Regions from separate parts of the Mus musculus genome. Here all the other regions are linked to region 1. A link is a contact called in public Hi-C and HiChIP or PLAC-seq data. All regions are on one chromosome and are shown on one strand. Each heading gives the region's core, a stretch centred on a gene start, on an enhancer-like site or on the middle of the called end of the contact. The rest is flanking DNA. Distances are from core to core; before and after follow the strand shown. Region 1 overlaps Gm41230 (predicted gene, 41230). Region 2 overlaps Pibf1 (progesterone immunomodulatory binding factor 1). Region 3 overlaps Klf12 (Kruppel-like factor 12).

Region 1 (3,858 bases), core at 432-2,931:
GGGTCACTCCTGAAGTAATCTTTCATGGCCCACCTATCTGCTTCCAGTTGATTCTAATGTGTGGGCTGGCTAAGACCTGCTGGTTCCATCCGCCTCAGGTTCTTCATATGCAAACTAATGCTACCTCTTTGTTCACAAGATAAATGCTTGTTACAGTTTAGGAATGTAGTAAGAGGAATGTAATGTAGGAACTCTGTATGCTTTGGTTTAATTCTTTCCTTCCTACTAACAGGTTGGACCCTGGAGCTCTTTTCCTACCAAATGTCATTTGTTCTATAGGCCTGCCTGTTTACTGTTTCTCATTGAAACTGACCAATGGTGTTTGGAAATGATTCAACCTCCCTCCACACAAGGAAGCTGTTAGATTTTATCCTGGCAGCATGGAGCCTATAGCCTCTCTAGCCAGGCCTGGCTCACAAGGGACTTTTCTCCCTTCTTACTAACTAGATGGTCCAGAGAGAACACCCAGAAAAGACTCCTCTTCTCTATTGCAATTCGTAGTAATTGGAGATGCTTTGCAGTATCCCGAGATGCCTTTCCGATATTGGTTCCTGCTGGACACCTGTTCCTACCTGAAAGCCCAGCACTCACAATAGTTCAATCCAAGAACAGCGTGAGCACACAAAGTGTTCCAAAATGAGAAAGGAGAGAGAGAGAGAGAGAGAGAGAGAGAGAGAGAGAGAGCACATAGCAAACATGGACAATGTTCGTATACACTGTAGGAAAGGCAGAGACAGCAGAGGGAGAGAAGATATAATGGAGAGAGCGGGTAGAGGTGGGGTTTAGGGCCCTACCTTCACTCTACTAAATCAGAATCTCCAGGTTTGAGGAGTTTATAAATGTGTCTTTAGCACACTTTTCAGATGATGGTGATACATTAATAATAACATATAGACAAGAGATGGCTGCAGAGAGAGTTGTCAGATTTCTCCTCCTGCTCATGCCCTACGTACTACAATTCACACAGAAACCAGAGAGTCAGTTAGAGCCCCTTTGTGTGGGGGAAGGTGGGTGCTGATGTCAACAACTACATAGCTCCTGTTTTCAAAACTGTTTTCCTGTGCTCAAAAGCAGTCCCGTTCTCATGGTGTCTTAGTGCTGAACAGGTGTCCAGTCAAATCTCCTCTTCTATAGTCAAGGTATAACCTCCCCCATCAATCACTGGCCTGGTAACACCATCCGCACAGGAATAAATGGCTACAAACTCCTCCTGCCAAAGATGAAGGTCTTAGCCTTGCTGCCTCCATAAAGATGCTGCTAGAACATCCTCCCCAGCTAATTATTCCTCCCTGTACCACTCCCAGAAAGAGGAATTCCTATTCTCTAAAGCCTGAGAATATGTCCCATGTCATAGGCTAGGATAACAGCAATTCATTGAGGAAAGCTTCATATGGAATACAGATTTCAAATACATAATTTAAACAAAACAAAACGAAAAGCAAGAAAGAAGCATTTTTACAGTAGCGACTATACCAGATTTGGCAATGATTGACTTTGAAATTCATGGGGCTATTAGGGGCAAAAGTGAGTTGCAGAAGGGTAAATGATTGCCAGATCCAGGAGGCTGAGAAGTCACAGGCTTGTACAGGTGACCCAAGCTAACTGCCTGACAGATAGCACAGGGAAGCCTGCATGGTGCGTCATCATCGCCACACTAGTAAGAATGCAGAGTGCTGGGGTCACTCGATGAGCAGTCATCACTTTGGAATTTATAAATGGATGCCCGTGGATGCATAAAGAGTCATGCTTGCTTACTTAGCTTGGCTATTACTCTTACTGTTCTCCTTTTTTATAATGAAGTGGTTTTATGCTTCTGAAGCTTGGTTCATTAAGTCAATGCCATCATCCTATCTAGGACATTGGTCATTTTTATTGCAAAAGAAAAAAAAATCATTACTTCAAGAACATATGCCACATATTTTCCACGTCCTAAACTTTTCACCTGCTCTTGTTTTGTTTGGGGCTGATTCGTTGTAAGGAACAGCACATTGCCCAGAGGTCATCGTGAAGCAGAAGGGGATGGGGTTAGTCCTCTGTAGGTAAGCCCATGGTGGTTTTTGCTGTTTGCCATCGTTAGCATTAATCTCTGCTTCTTCAATATCACTAAAAGGGCTTTAGAAATGAACTTGTAGTTGAAGTGGATAAAAATGACCCCAAGCCTAAATCATAGGAGAATTTACAAATGCACAAATTTCCATTCCTATCCTGCAAAGATTAGGCAGCCTATTATTTTTCGACTGTTCATTCCCCCCTTTAAAAGAAAACATATATATAAAACATGGCCATGGAGGAAATAGACTACATCATTAACTGAAGCTGCCCTGTCCTTAGGAAGAAGATGCAGTTTAGAAACTCATGTGCACCTGCAGTGTGCATGTAGAAAGTGCCCTTGCTTATAAATGATACATACAGTATGTTCCTTGTCACTTCCTACTGTTTTTATTGCCATGCTTTTCAGACCATATTCATGAACATGTCTAGATTGTCCTTTGTGCTTCTTACATGGTTAGTGTGAAAACTCATGCAATAAACAACCCAGGTTCTTAAAAGCCAAGGATTTTTTTTGATGCCCCTAAATGAAGGAAAAGAAGGGAGCTTTCATCTTCAGCCTTGACTATGCACAGGCTTGGTAACAGAGGAAGGGACAGAACCCAACGTTTACCATGAGTTTAATGTCATGCATAAGGTTAGGGGCTGTACCTACAGTTCCTGGCTTTGCTCACACCACCATGGAAGGTCAAAATTACTATGCTTGCTTACCAGATAAAAAGCTAAGGCTCAGAGAGGTAAAAATAACTCACTAAGAGTATGAAACAGGAAGTAGAGAAGATAGGTCAAGACAGAGCTTGGCCTCCATAATTCAAAGGTAGTGTATTCTTTCCATGCAGTTAAAAGGTGAATGGACAGCCAGATGAGCTGGTACACACCTTTGATTCTAGCACTTGGGAGTCAGAGGTAGGCAGATTAATGTGAGTTCAAGGCCAGCCTGTTCTACAAAGCAAGTCCCAAGACAGCCCGGGTTCCACGGATAAACCCTGTCTCAAACAAACAAACAAACAAACAGAATGAGCACAGATTTTTGTCTTTGCAAAGAGATCATAGGTTGAATCTATCCATCATCCACAGGCCTTTTAGCCTGTTGGGTTTTGAATTAAACTCTGTCTCATTTGATTTTTTAGAATGAGAAAGAAAATTAGAACCTTGGAACTGTGGTTTTTTTTGAAATTCAATAAGGTCTCTTTTGAGACTTCTTAAACAAATGATAATGACCAGATGCCTAGGAAGCTATTCTCCTTAACAAGGCAAAAACAAATCCTACTTAAAATTATCCCTTGAAGGCTTAATGAAAACTCAAAATTACATTTACAAAGAGAGTATGGGTTGAGCTTATGGAAAAAGGACCAAGAATGGCTTCTTGGTAGCATGGTCCTTTTCTGTCCTCAAGAGCCTAGGCACATGCAAACTGATCCTGACCCTTGTTGCTGCTTAGACAGCTAATGACACTAGAGCTCAGACATCTCCCATCCTAATACATTAGAACCTCCTGAGTGCCAGGCCAGCAAAGGACATCCAGATGTAGCCTCTAGGTAAAGGGATTCTTCAATGCAGGCCCTGTTTTCTCTTTGCTTTTAAGATATGTTCTTTGACATCTTGGTAATTTCCCAGAATCCTGCAGGTGCCTTGTGTAAATGCCACAGGGACTATAAAGTCTGAAATCCAAATTACCTAATTTTGTATCTCCAATAAACAACTCACTAATTAGACGAACCTGGGTCTCTATGACCTCATTTGTAGACCAGGATAATACAACCGACCTTGCCACATTGTTTTGAGGATTAGAGATAATTCACATAAACT
Region 2 (3,858 bases), core at 683-3,182, 390 kb after region 1:
GGACAGCCTACACATCGCAAAGTAAGTATTAGTGACAGGAAGAACCACCTGAGGCACATGGGGTAATAACAAAGGAGAGCTGCAACAAAGGCCATCCCAGCTGCTCACAGTCCACCAAGTTACCTGCAGACCCCTTCACTCCCAATAATCCAGCTAAAAAGACCAAAAACTCAAAGATAAAATAGAGAAAAAGACTTAAATATTTTCACAGAAATTTCAAAATTATACATTTTATTTGGTAAGATATGAACAAGAGGAGTACTAGTTGAAGCACTAACGAGGAGACTCACTTTTAAAATGTAGGATGGAATCTCTGTAATCTAGCTCCAAATTCATCTACTGGGCAGGTTAAATAGATTCAACTGATCTCGTAAATAAATCCAGATTCAAGATAGAAAGCTGTTTCATAGCACCAATTTTCTATGGAAATGTCATGTTTGTCACTGAGGCTTCTTGTGGCCTTTGGGACAGTCCACTGTGATCAAGACAGCACTAACAGGAAGGAAATACAATCACGAAGCAACACTGCACTAATGGCCACACTTAGAAGCACCGCTCAGTCGCCTCTGCACTGCGGCCTCCCTTTCACACAACTGTGAGCTGCTGCAGTTCCAGACTCTGCAGCAAGCAGAGCCTAGTGAATGCGCCTAAGAAACTCACAGCCTGGACTACACGAGTTTCTTTTCCGTGCTATGAGAACATCTCACATTCCAGGGAGTTGTGTGTTCTGGAAAAATTCAAGCACCTTAGTTTATTGCCCCTTTATTATCTCTCAGAGGTGCTTAGGAAACAAGTCATTGTGTAGACCTTCTAGATTTCCTAACAGTGGACTTTAATGTAACACTCTCATGTACCAGTTAGCTTTTATATAATAACCATTTTACGTAAATTGTCATCATATAAATGATTTTTATTATACACAGGCAAAAGGCATAAACATACCTATACTCATTACGTATTTTATCACTTACAATGCACTTCTCACATTTCCTTCCTAATTCAGACCTCATGGGCCCTTCTACCAGCTCATTCTTATAAAGAGGAAAGAAAACTCACGGTTAGGCAGTCGCTTTCCCCCCACTAGCAAGTGCTGTGAGGGACAGGACCTAAGTTTAGTCTTTTTGCTCAAAATCTTTCACTCATGGAATACTGTCTTTTCTTTTTAAGAAAGGGGTTGGGCAACCTCTTGAATACTGGCGTTGAACGTATGCACCTCAATTTGTGGAAAATGTCTTATTTCAAAACATGCAAGAGGGACTGTAGCCTTTACAAAGACCTAGTAAGCAAGTTATTTACATAATAATTCTTACCACTGAACTGAGTTTCTCTCATTCTGCCTCCTGCTACCAAGGTATTTCTCTACTCTTAGCTGCTTACGCTCTTCAAAAGGTAATGCAACTATAAGGAGGCGAGGCTAAAGACTAAAGACTTGCTATAGTTTAACTCATAATGTAATACACAGCCAGCTTAATTTACCTTGTTCAAAACAAAACTAATTGTTTGTTTGTTTTTCAAGATAGAGCTTTTCTGTGTAACTGCCCTGGCTGTCCTGGAACTTGCTTTGTAGACCAGGCTGGCTTTGAACACATGCTCATAGAGATTGGCCTGTTTCTGCCTCCTGAATGCTGAGATTAAAGCCATGTGCCACCACACCTGGCTTGAATTTTGTTCTTTTATAAGGAATATTAAAGTCTTTCTTTAATCATTTTAAGTTGTAAGGTTTCAAAAGAACTTACACCTTGTTAAGGACTTAAAGGGACAGAAGTTATAGATATATTTCAGATCTGCCATAGTGAGGATTCAGTCACATAAGTACCGGGACAGAGTCCTGTGAAGTGAAAAACAATAAAAGCAAGCTTGTACATTCAAAAGCTACTAAGGTGTCCCCGAGCCGGCACAGCATTGCGCTGCACTTTGGCGCCATCTGGTGGCAACTGTGTCACAGTGTTAATACCTTACAGGTCAATCTAAAACCCTGTGGTTGAAGCGCCTGGGTCCGATCCCATCAATTTTCTGGTTAGGCGGTATGATGGTTAGTTTTAATTGCCCACTCAACAAAGCCCAGAATCACTTGGGAAGAGTGTACATGAGCTGTTGTCTAGATCAGGTTGGCGCGTGAGGGGACTGTCTTGACTGCATTAATTGATGTGGGAGGCCCCATTTCCCAGCTTAGGCCCCAGAACTCTGTAATGAGAGTGCAGGCTGAGCACTCACAGTGCATAATTTACTCTCGTGCTCTCACCTGCAGATGGGGCTTGCTTTGACTTCCCAGCAGGACGGACTTGTGAGCTAAAATGAACCCTTCTCTCCTAAGCTGTTTTTTGTCAGGGTATTGTGTCCCTTCAGAAATGAAGCCTAAACAGAAAGTTTCCATTCACTGTGAATGAGGATCCAGAGCAGCCCTGGGGATGAGCACAGCAGGCTCTGACTATCCTTCTGCTGACTTCGCCTGCTGCCCAGTTTTCTAGTCAGCTTTGCCAACCTATCTACCTATCTATCTCTCCTAGTCGGGGAGAGAGTCAATACATGTAAACGTATGCTATGCTAGGATGTATTTGAAATGATTCTCTTTGTTCTTGTTTTTTGATGGACAACTGAAACATCACGAAACTGTCACAATAAGTACATAGTAAAATAATATATAGTAATGGCTATTGTTTAGGGAAAATCATGCTGTACTATAGAACTATGCCATAAATTTTAAGGTTATGTAAACAAAAGCCTACAAAATGCCTACAATATGCCTAGGAGAAATGAATGAACCACAAAACTAAATAGTAATTATTTATATAATACATATTATCTTTGCCAGAGTTCTCTGTCATGCACAGACCTTTCTCTTGGTAAGGTAAGATTTGTGAATTCACTACTATTTGGATATCCCACAGATACTTCCAGTGAAACTAAATTCAGTTTCTACTAAGGCCTTTTATTTTTCTAATGTTTTAGCAAGTTTAATCACTACCCACTAAGCTGGTCAACATGGGATCTGATCTCTTACCCCTAACCCACTAGGGCTTGCTGGGCCCATCTGCAGATCATTGTGCCCATTTAGGCTGAGTGATACCCTAGTTGGTAACGTGTTTAGGTGGAAAAATGAGGACACCAGGGAAAGGGAAAAACGGAAGCGAAGAAAGGAAGAAGGAAGTGAAGGAAGGAGGAAGGAAACAAGAGAAGACAGAAAGCAGGAAGTAGTTTAAATGCCAGATTAACTTTAGAGTAAGCATATGAGAACAACTGTCAGTGAAATAAGTGCATTCATTTAATCTTCCAATGCTCCCAGTTACTAGGGGGACCTAGCATATAACAATTCAAAAGTAACTGTGGGAATAAAAATATTCCTCAATGTTATCTGATATAATATCTTTCAGGATACATAAAATATATAACATTGCATATTTTACTATTTCAATTTTCACAAGTATACAAGAGAAATGGTTGGGATAACTTTTGGTGTCTTGGCATTTACTAATTTTTCTCTTATTCTTGTCTTTAAACTGAGGTAACAGGAAACAGACACATTAGGAAAGACCTAAAGTATGATAAGCCTTGTTGTAATTAGCCATCAAAGAATTTAGAATGTTAACATTCCCATTAAATTTATATTTACAACTATGAAGAAAGAGGTCTCAAAAACAGCATTTAATTTCAGTAAAATTATTATAATCCCAAACAGGCTTGCTCAATCTCTCTCTCCCTTTTTACCTGTTTTCTCGTTCATACATTTCCCTAGAGGCACTTCGAAGCTGATCAATTTCTAGATTAGTTTTCAATTTGATTTGTTCCAGTTCATCATGTAGTTTATTTTCATATTCTGTTTTATAATGGTCTCTGCAAAGACAAAAGAAAAAGTCACAG
Region 3 (3,858 bases), core at 449-2,948, 360 kb before region 1:
TTTTCCTTAGTAGTGGTGGTCACATAGGGAGAGGATTTTCAATATTTACAGAGAAATGAAATTGATTCCTCAAGTAATTCACAATTTTACCACAACTCAACTATCTATCCTTCCATACACCTATGCCCCACTCATCTAGAAAGCACTGGTAATCATTATTAGCCATTGGCCACAATGTGGGGTTTTTTGTGCTGTGTGGCCCTAAGCTGGCATCCCCTGGGTTCCTTCTGAGTGCACTCAATGGGAGCTACTGGCAAGGAACAAAAGACAAAAGAAGACCCACCATCACTTGGTCTTCCCTACTGAGTGGCTGGTGACTTAATTCAGTGACATTCAAAGGAGCAGATGAAACAGGGAGACAGTCATAGCCTCCCTGCTGTAACAGGTCACAAACCAGCAAGTCCTGTCAAGTACCTGTCGTTGACACAGACCAGACTCCAGCAAGATTCTCTCATGGGAAACTTCAAGCATAATAGATTCCTGTGTGACTGTGTAAAACGCATTCTCCCTCATATCAAAATAACCACTCAAGGCAAACCACTTCCCAGATTAAATTGTAAAATCATTTAAACTGGCCTTCTTTGCCATTTCTTGAGCGTATGTTACTACATCTGTTTGCAAAGTCATGGGCCAGAAGCATTAATCATGCATGCTATCTACAGGGACTGCAAATGGGTACAACATGCTATAAATTCATGAGTTTAATTGAAGTCTCTCCACAATGGTACCCATGAGCATATTTTGTCACGCTGGTCATTATTATAGCTCACAGGGTTCTCAACTGAGTAAGGCACAACTGACGACTCCACCCCACCCCAGCAGCCTACAGAGCACCTCCCTGTACTAGGAGAGCTAGCCAACAGGAAGTAAGTGTTCTGCTCGGTACCCAGTTGGTTTCTGCATGCCCTACGGCCAAAGTATATGATGATTTTAGCAATGGGGTCTTACAATCAAGTACTGCTGGGTAACCAAGACTGATAGCTTTTATTGTTTGGGGGATATCTCTGGATACCCCTGATCAACAAGTCAGGGAGAAATGTCCCATACCTGGCCCTGGAGTTTCTATTTGGCAGCCTGTGATTTCCAAGAGAAGTACATGTCCTGAGCAGGCAACTCAAATGAAACAGGGAGGCAATCAGAAGAAACGTCAGTAGTCTGTACTGTTTTAGGGGTCTCTTACACCCTCCTGACCAATATCCCCAGCCAGGAACTGGAATTTTTATTAGCTCGTCTACTGTGTTTGGTTTCTTCTGTGAGTCTCCTCTGCTTCCGATCTTTTCCCCCCGCTTTCTGCTTAATTCTGTGTTCTTCTCCCCCCCCCCCTTGATTTTGCACTTCCTCATGAGATGTTCTCACCTTTCATAGGCACTACTTTTAATTTTGTGGTATATTGATTTACCATGGTTTTGGGAATTGAATTCACAGCCATGTACATGCTACCAATAAATAGACCAGTGAGGTCCATTCTCAGCCCATTGGACTGTTTTTAAATCACATTCTTAGTCATTAAGACAAATAAATGAGCACAAAGACATGAAAGCCCACAAGCCGGAAGTGTGGTGAGTCCGTGCCCCAGTTGTTATGGGGAAATTTCTATCCACACACACACAGAAATTGTCTTCTGTGAATCATCACATGCTGAGCTATTTCTATTCTCCTTGAGCTTTCTGGAATACATATTAGCCTCATTTTCACACAGACACACCCCTATTCTATTCATCCAAGTGATACAGAGCAAAAGAGAGGAGGGTTTTTAATCGGGTGTGATTAAAGAACGTATTTCCCCAGGACGATTGGATTTCATCTTACAGGTTTTAACATATACTAAGCGAGTAGAAGAGACATCAGTTATTCACGATGATTCAAAGCAACGTAAACCATGGGCAGCTGAAGCAGAATTAGTAAGCTTGAGTTATTAGTAAGATGACCTCATAGACTTTCAAGGTCACAGTAGCCTTCTACATCACAACACGGAGTATGTTTTCTAGTTAGAGGGAGCTCTTGCTTAGGAGCAAGTCACTTCTCCGCTGTTTTCCACACACTCGTACATCCTTTGTCTTGTTCAGTCTGCACAGCTCTTTTTCACACGAGGACTGCTGCCCCTACACTAGGTTTTCCAGCTCTCCTTATGGACGTCCACCGGCAGCTTGTTCATCGGCAAGACATTGGGTGGAAGTTTAAGACAGAGTCCTGTCTGTCCTCTTATGGTGCCATTTGGGGCTTCCAGGTGGATGGAGATCCCTCAACTGATCAAACTTTTTCCGACACTGACTGGCACTCACTGGGTCATGGTGAAGTACCTCCTGACCTCCAGATCAGACACTCCCGATTTTGTCAGCCATGTCTTTTCTAGGTACGCTCACACCTGTCTCCTTATGCTGTCTTTATAAGGTTTGTGTTCCCTATATACTGAGGGAAGAGATATTTATGGAAGTCTCTTAATGTGGACAAAATATATGTAAGTCTTCTGGAAGTTAACTCTATTAGGAGCATGTAGGTCAAGGAATGCTGCCAATGAGATCTAGTTTATCCATTGTAGCAGATAGAAGCCGATTAATTTTTTAGACCTAGGCTTGTAATGTTTGAGCTATCCCTGAAATGATGACTTGCTCTGGAGGTGAGGTTGAGGCAACTTCTGGGGATCCAGGGAACTCTTGCTGTAATGTTGGCAGCCTGGGGATTTATATGTTACATTCTCCAATCCAGAAAATACATATTATAAGCCCACTGTAGTGACTTACGGTATTGTGTTAAAATCAGTAAGTCAAAAGGATCTGAATAATACACACACACACACACACACACACACACACACACCATCTCTCCTTCATCTTTTCCAGTCGATTGATGGGCAGATTGAATATGACAAATGCAAAGAAAATACCCTGAGTTGTAATCCTAGAGACCTCCATATGGCAGGCTCTTCGTGTAGATATGCTACCTCTAGTCTGCAGCAACATATACTCGCTAAACTCCAGCTCAAAACCCAAAATGTATCAAATCCATTTATCCCCTTCCCAGGGAATCACTTACAGCCAATCCTCTGTATCCAAAGGGTCTACTCCTGCACATTAGTCTTGGATCTTACTTAACATCTGTGAGCTTTTTCTTGTCAGCATCCCTTAGCTGTATGCATAGAAGCTATGGGAAGCATTTGCATTGTTTCAGATGCTGTAAACAGCCAGATATCATCTGGGGTGTACAAGAAGATGCGCAGAGGTTAGATGCAAATACTTCACTGGTTTCTATCTTACACCTTGAGTATCTGTGAGGATGGGGCAAGAACCAGTTCTCTGATACCAAGGGACCACTCTAGTCTGTGCAGGCATAGCCTCTTGAAATGACAGTCAAGTGACATTATTCTCAAATAGAAAGAAAGAGTAAAATTTGGTTAGCTTGTTGTAACTGGTGTCAAATGATCCCAGGCTAGCTTATAATTTATAATTATATACAAGATTTCATAACATAGTGAGTAAAATGTAATCAGCACTAGCTCTATAGAAATTCAGGCTGGCTTGCATGCTTTTACTAAACAGCTTCTTAGCCTTACCTTTGCTTCAGGCATGTTGAGTAAGATCCTTATGTGTGACCAAAAATACTGTATGTGGAGTTTGGGATTATAACTGATGAGTTACGAAATCCGCGCACGCTATGGGAAGGGAGCGGGCTGCAGTGAGAAACTTTCCTTAAGAAGGACACAGTAATTATCGTGTTAATGTTTTACAGTTCTGCACTTTAGTAGTGTCTGACCACTCGTGTATTTCCTTAGGACGCAACCTTGTAAACATTTCTAGGGATACAGGAAAGGGAACTCTTCTACATGTTAGCAATGCATACACAATTAAAGAAGAGTTTGGG

Evidence for each region. A called contact is a pair of places that touch in the nucleus more often than the background predicts. HiChIP or PLAC-seq counts read pairs in DNA pulled down with a chosen protein or histone mark.
Region 2: a contact with region 1 is called in a Hi-C map of pancreatic cancer cells, with 2.9 times the contacts expected there. The contact joins two enhancer-like sites. A contact is called at or near these places in 1 of 15 datasets of contacts at CTCF or cohesin (embryonic stem cells), 7 of 484 Hi-C or Micro-C datasets (cortical neurons, embryonic stem cells, epidermal suprabasal cells and 1 more), 3 of 115 datasets of contacts at active chromatin or transcription factors (embryonic stem cells and pancreatic cancer cells) and 1 of 9 other capture datasets (embryonic stem cells).
Region 3: a contact with region 1 is called in a FOXA1 HiChIP or PLAC-seq map of pancreatic cancer cells. The contact joins two enhancer-like sites. A contact is called at or near these places in 10 of 484 Hi-C or Micro-C datasets (the AtT-20 cell line, the C2C12 cell line, the N1E-115 cell line and 5 more), 2 of 115 datasets of contacts at active chromatin or transcription factors (SST interneurons and pancreatic cancer cells) and 1 of 9 other capture datasets (embryonic stem cells).

Annotation. Positions count from the first base shown.
Region 1 is chr14:99,533,729-99,537,586 of GRCm38.p6, reverse strand. The region is part of intron 1 of Gm41230 (predicted gene, 41230); the gene reads right to left. Among named protein-coding and RNA genes, the nearest start is that of Gm41230, 14 kb to the right of the region's middle. Within about 2 kb of position 1,681, at least 31 of the 459 cell types and tissues checked have an H3K27ac peak or open chromatin away from gene starts, as enhancers often do. A contact at or near this core is called in pancreatic cancer cells, where this site is marked.
Region 2 is chr14:99,140,510-99,144,367 of GRCm38.p6, reverse strand. Pibf1 (progesterone immunomodulatory binding factor 1) reads right to left here. Exons shown (of 18, transcript NM_029320.3): 9 at 3,706-3,831. Among named protein-coding and RNA genes, the nearest start is that of Dis3, 43 kb to the right of the region's middle. Within about 2 kb of position 1,932, at least 49 of the 459 cell types and tissues checked have an H3K27ac peak or open chromatin away from gene starts, as enhancers often do. A contact at or near this core is called in pancreatic cancer cells, where this site is marked.
Region 3 is chr14:99,895,606-99,899,463 of GRCm38.p6, reverse strand. The region is part of intron 6 of Klf12 (Kruppel-like factor 12); the gene reads left to right. Among named protein-coding and RNA genes, the nearest start is that of Gm22970, 120 kb to the right of the region's middle. Within about 2 kb of position 1,698, at least 16 of the 459 cell types and tissues checked have an H3K27ac peak or open chromatin away from gene starts, as enhancers often do. A contact at or near this core is called in pancreatic cancer cells, where this site is marked.